Linked DNA regions of Mus musculus: region 2 is linked to region 1. A link is a contact called in public HiChIP or PLAC-seq data. All regions are on one chromosome and are shown on one strand. The core of a region is the stretch at or near the end of the contact, and the rest is flanking DNA. Distances in the headings are between cores, read along the strand shown. Region 1 overlaps Ror2 (receptor tyrosine kinase-like orphan receptor 2). Region 2 holds the start of Ror2 (receptor tyrosine kinase-like orphan receptor 2).

Region 1 (2,792 bases), core at 158-2,657:
ATACTGGAGCCCAAGAGAGACAGGACTGTGAGTTCCTGTAGCTCCCGGATCCTTGTCTTGTCCCCAGAAGTTCCTCTGTGCTATTCTGTCCTGAGATTTACAGGGCATTGCCATGATCATCCCTGTCCTTGGGAATGAGAACTGTTCTTAACAATCACCAGCTAGGCCAACCAGCTCATCTGAGATGGGGGCAAGGCCAGGCCACAGGAAGAGGCCACCTTGCTTAGGTATGCGATGCGGTTTTCCTAAATGTTGGACCAAGGAGAACCTGGTTCTTACAGTTTTGTTTTGTTTTTTTGTTTTCCAAGACAGGGTTTCTCTGTGTAGCCCTGGCTGTCCTGGAACTCACTCTGTAGACCAGTCTGTCCTCGAACTCAGAAATCCACCTGCCTCTGCCTCCTGAGTGCTGGGATTAAAGGCGTGCACCACCACGCCCGGCAGTTGGTTTTTTTTTTTTGTTTGTTTGCTTGTTTTTGTTTTTTTTTTAATACACAGCCATGTGTGGCATGTCTATGCATGTTTGTATGGAAATCAGAGGAAACGTTGGCTGTTGGTACTTTAGCAACACCCCTGTGGCTTCTTGAGTTCTTTCACTGGCCTGTAACTTTCCAAGTAGTCTAAACTAACCGACGAGTGAGTCCCAGAATCCTCCTGTTTCTGCCTCTGGAATGACTAGCCTGAACCACGGGCTGGCAGACTGAGGAAGGTGCGGCCTGCTGCACACATGCAGGTTCGCTGAAAATTCCATTTATGTGGGTTCTGGAAGAGAACAAGCCAAGTACTTTGCTGACTAAGCTGTTTCCCCAGTCCTAAGATGTCATAATAAAGGCACAGCGCAAGACCTTGGGACTTAGACTCTAAGTCCAAGTACCCTGGCCCTCCTGGCAAGGCTCACAAGGTAGAGGACATTAGAGTGAGCGTCAGGATGGTCCGCTTTGGTGCTTTCAGCCCCTTGGAGCCAAATAGAGCTGACCAGGAAGACCAGTAGGAGAGCAGATGCATACCAGGGGTTGGCTGGCTCTGGTCTGCATGCTGAAACACAGGGCTCGAGCTGTTTCTCCTAGGAAAGAGAGTTGCTGTGCCAGGCGCAGGGATGTACTTCATGCAGGAAAGAGGAGAGCTCTGGCCATCCGCTGAGCCTGAAGTTGTTCCAAGGTGAAAGAGGAATTTGGTTTAAGTGTCTTGAAGAATTGGCTGCTGCTTTTTGGGAGAGACAGAGGGTGGATTTCAGTGAAAGCTCCCAGAAGTAGTGTGGGCACCAAGTACCCAGTGTGTCGTACAGATATCGTATGGTTAAGGAATGGACAGACTGTAGCGAGCTGGGGTCTGGGAGCCCTGTGAAGCCCTGTGGTCACTGACAAGGCTGAGCAGCAGACATACTGATCACGCATGCTTGTTTGATGATTCGGATAGCAGTGTGTTATGCCTTGTCCAGTCTGGAAAGAGAGTGGGGAGGGGTTTGTTGTTAGTTCACTTCTCCTGTTGCTTTTGAAGCTGGGGGTGGGGAGGTTTGGTCTGCCCTGACTCGTGCACATGGTTTTGTTATTCAGTTTGGGGCTATTGGTATTTTCCTACTGGGAGAGCTGTGGTAGGCTAACACCCCCCCACCCCACCCCCCACCCCGAGGGCCTGCACTGGTATCTTCTTCAGGGCTCAAAGTCGTTAAATGTATGAGTATATGCACACACAGACACATCATCGTCATCGTCGTCACCACCACCACAGCAATAATAAGGGGCTGGAGACACAGCTGAGCAGTTAAGATAAGCACTAGTTGCTCCTCTTGAGGACCAGGGTTCTCTTCTCAGCACACACATGGCAGCTCACAGGTAACCGGAACTGTAGTCCTAGGGGTTCTGGCCTCTGCAAACATCAGACAAATATGGTGTACATACACGCAATCAATCTATATACATAAAACAATAATTTAAAAAGATATTAAAACTAAGGTTTTAAAAAAAGAATCTGCCCTTCTGCTTCTGAATCATCATATTTGGGTGACTTGAGTGAATATAGCCAGGGCTCAACCAGAGAAGCAAAAGTGGCCAGAGCTAACCAATGGATGTGTCACTAGAAAGGACATGTGAGGACAGCATCCGGCAGTTGCTGTAACCCGGATACTGAGGTGCTGGTGACAGCACGAGGCAAGGGCCGTAAGCAGGTGGTCTGGATGGACAGCCAGAGCCCTGGGCAGAGTAAGGCTCAGTCCTTGGGTGGGATTCCTTCTTCCTTGGGGGAAGTCTCCATCTTGCCTTTGAGGAAAGGGCTCACTGGGTCCGACTTCCTGTCCTGGTCATCTTGGGCATGCTCTCTATTTGGAAGTCAACATGGGCCCAAAGAGATGGACTCAGTGGTTAAAGGTGTTTGCCACCACCACATGACATACTAAGCTTGATCCCTGGAATCCACAGGACAGGATGAGAGAACCAAGGTTATCTGACCTCTACCCGTACACCATGGCGCACATACCTGTAACATACACACTCACACATTCACCCTCTGACACACATGCACTCACACACTCTTAACACTCAGACATGCTCACACTCATACACACTCACACACTACAACACCCAAACACAATAAATGTAAAGTTTTGTAAATCAGTGAGCAAGGCCATCCATCACATTAGCTGTCTGATTGAAGTCCAGGCCTTTCTCATCATGTGGACCCTGCCTGTCACACAGCTGGCCTTTCTGTGTCTGGGCTGAATTCACCAGTCACACCAGGTTTCCCTCAGTAACATCTCAAGGATGTTTTATAAAAGCAATCTGTTCCGGCTGATGAGATGG
Region 2 (2,792 bases), core at 203-2,702, 94 kb before region 1:
CCAAGTTCATCAAAGACACATGCCACCGTGACTAGCTACAAATAACTCTTAAAGTCATAAAAAAACCAAGACTACAGGCAACCCAATTAAAACCAAATGTGGGGCTGGAGCTATGCCTTCGTGGGTGAGTGCTTGCCTAACATTCGAGAGGTTCTGGGCTCAGTCTCCAGCACCATCTGCACATGCCTGCAATCCAAGCGCTCAGGAGGCAAAGGCAGGGTACACTCGAGGTTATCTTTGGCTACATAACAACTTTGAAGTTAGTCTAGGATTCATGTACCTCTGTTTAAAAACAACATCAACAACAATGAAAACAACTGAACCAAATAAGACCAACCTTGGTCCTTGGCAACACCCTGTCAAAGAGGAGTGATGCTGCCGGGGCTGGAGAGACAGCTGGCTCAGCAGTTAAGAGCACCGACTGCTCTTGCAGAGGACCCTGGTTCAGTCCCCAGCACTCCCAACGAAGCTCACAATCATCTGCAACCTTAGCTTAAGGGGATGTAAAGCCCTCTTCTGACCTCCTCTGTCACTGCACACATCTAGGTCACAGCCATGCACGCAGGTACTCACACATGCATGTAAAATAAAAATGAGCACATCTCAAAGCAGCAACAACAAAGGCTGGGGATGTAGATCAAACTGTTTGCCTAATATGTAGAAGACCTTGAATTAAACTCCCAGCCTCCTCCTTTCAAATATTTGAAGTGATATTTCCCAGAAGAAGTTTAGGCTGTTGGTGAACAAAGGAAAGATACTACCGTGCAAAGGCACATAACATTCATTAGGAAAATACACGTTAACACATACATTGTCGACGCCCTGGTCTCCAGTGTGTTCTTGGGATACTCCAGGACCCCTCGCTCAAGCTCTGCCCCAGGACCCTTCACTTCCCTGATGTGTGCTGGCTGTTGTCATAGCCTTGGTTGGCTCCCATCCTACTACCCTCATTAATGGGGCGTGTGCTGACTTTTTGCTAGATTCCCGGAGGGTCCTGATCCTCCCAAGGGGCTTGGCAGGACGCCCATGGGGACGCAGCCGGCTATATTCTGGAAAATCTGTGTTCGAAGACCATACCTCATCTCTCACTTTGGGCCCAGGATTTCGAAGAACTGACAACTGAATTCCCCTCGTGGGGCTTCATCAAGGGACGCCTAGTTAATGATTTGTGTGGTCCAGGTCCCCAAGTTTCCAGGCTTCTGATGGTGGGTGGCAACACTGCTGCAAGAGCAGATGAACCGGAGGCTCCACCTTTGTGCCTAGAAGTCCCGGAGGCGCTGGCGGGAGGGCGGGTGCTGCAGGCGGCTCCCTGGACGCAGGGGCGGACCCGGCTCCTTCCCGCTCACTCGGGTCGCTGCCCTTGAGTCACTCCGGCAGAGGGCGCCGGCGCCGGCCTCTCTGCCCATCGGGGCGGGCGAGCTGGGGACCCTGCCTCCTGCGCGCCCGCCCGCGTTCCGCCCCCCCTGTGCTCTTCCCGGCGGCCGGCGGGACGCCCGTGCCCGAGCCCCAGAGTCTCTGCAGTGAATCGGTGCATCGGGGCAGGGAAAAAGGGACACCAGAGTGGCCCTCGAAGGGGACCAGCCTGCGAAGCGCGAGGAAGGAAGAAGCGGACGCGTGGCGGGGAGGGGTTGAGGCGCCCCGGCCCGAAGCCCAAAGGCCGAGCGCGCGGTAGGCGACCGGGCACCCACGGCCCGCAGCATGGCTCGGGGCTGGGTGCGGCCGAGCCGTGTGCCTCTGTGCGCCCGGGCCGTCTGGACGGCTGCGGCGCTCCTGCTCTGGACACCCTGGACGGCAGGTAAGGACCCTGCGTGCGCCCTCCGAGCATTGCCCGCTCTTCCACCACTCTCTCGGCCGCCGCGCGGGCGCCGGTGCTCTCGATCGAGGGGCGCCAGGCAAGGCCATGCTTCGCGCGCTCGGCGCCAGCTTGGGCCCGTGCCCTCAGTCGCCTGGGGCTGGTTCCAATGAGCTGCGCTCTAGGGACCACTAAGTGTTTCCAGAGGCCGGGGTGGGCAGCGGCCGGGAGCTTTTCTTAAGTACATCACAGTCGAGATGTGCACCGGTAGACGTGCTCTGTGTGACCCAAGACCTGGACTCCATCGTTTCTTCCCAGGTCACCGCCGTTCCAGTCCACATGCATCCCTTGAACCTTGTCTGCCTCCGGGGCAGATGCGGTCCTGAGTTAGTCTTTTTTTTCCCCGGGGCAGTGGGGAACGCACGATCGAAGGTCTTGGCTTCCCTTTTGTTGAAATTGGTGGCCAAAGTGGTGTTTGGTGGGTCCTGCTTAGCTGGGGGCTTGGCCCCGGGATTTGATTTGCGAGGCTGAAGGGGAAGTGCCCTTCCCCCTGTCCTCGTAGTGTTTTCTCGAGCGTTTCTTCCACCTCTGGAGGATTCTGTGTGGGCTTGATCAGGGCTCAGGAGACCCTGTCAAGGAGCACAGACGTGTTTTTGGAGGATACCTGGGTAGAAATGACTGTGGTGGCCGGAGGAGGAAGAGGCGATGATCCTCCCAGTGCAAACCCTAGAGCACCTACTGGCCGTCAGGTCTGTGGCCCGAATCCCCGCGGCCTGTTGGCTCGGCTGAAGGTAGGCACGGCCTCCGGGCCCAGGAGGGTCAGGGACTCTTGAGGTTTGCCCTAAGTTTCTGAGCTGCGTGAGACGCGCCCTACTGGGACAGTGACTTCAGTGTTCCCCAGCCCCCCAGTGTTCCCGCAAGCAGGTGAGAGTTAAGGGGCAGAGTCAGGCAGCAGGACTTGGGGATCTTTCCAAGTCCTGCTGTGCGGGGGCGCTTTCTT

Evidence for each region. HiChIP or PLAC-seq counts read pairs in DNA pulled down with a chosen protein or histone mark.
Region 2: a contact with region 1 is called in an H3K4me3 HiChIP or PLAC-seq map of embryonic stem cells, with 40 read pairs. The contact joins the promoter of Ror2 here to the enhancer-like site in region 1. A contact is called at or near these places in 7 of 39 promoter capture datasets (cranial neural crest, embryonic stem cells, frontonasal cranial neural crest and 2 more), 2 of 15 datasets of contacts at CTCF or cohesin (the NIH/3T3 cell line and embryonic stem cells), 20 of 484 Hi-C or Micro-C datasets (adipose-derived mesenchymal stem cells, cortical neurons, cranial neural crest and 6 more), 20 of 115 datasets of contacts at active chromatin or transcription factors (the NIH/3T3 cell line, craniofacial prominence, embryonic forebrain and 8 more) and 3 of 9 other capture datasets (adipose tissue, liver and pancreatic islet).

What each region holds. Positions count from the first base shown.
Region 1 is chr13:53,190,541-53,193,332 of GRCm38.p6, reverse strand. The region is part of intron 1 of Ror2 (receptor tyrosine kinase-like orphan receptor 2); the gene reads left to right. Among named protein-coding and RNA genes, the nearest start is that of Gm52058, 22 kb to the right of the region's middle. Within about 2 kb of position 1,407, at least 16 of the 459 cell types and tissues checked have an H3K27ac peak or open chromatin away from gene starts, as enhancers often do. A contact at or near this core is called in embryonic stem cells and uterus, where this site is marked.
Region 2 is chr13:53,284,784-53,287,575 of GRCm38.p6, reverse strand. Ror2 (receptor tyrosine kinase-like orphan receptor 2) reads left to right here and starts at 1,452. Exons shown (of 9, transcript NM_013846.4): 1 at 1,452-1,795. The coding sequence starts at 1,699. It overlaps Gm33574 (a long non-coding RNA gene), which reads right to left and starts at 1,395. Exons shown (of 3, transcript XR_382385.4): 1 at 1,078-1,395.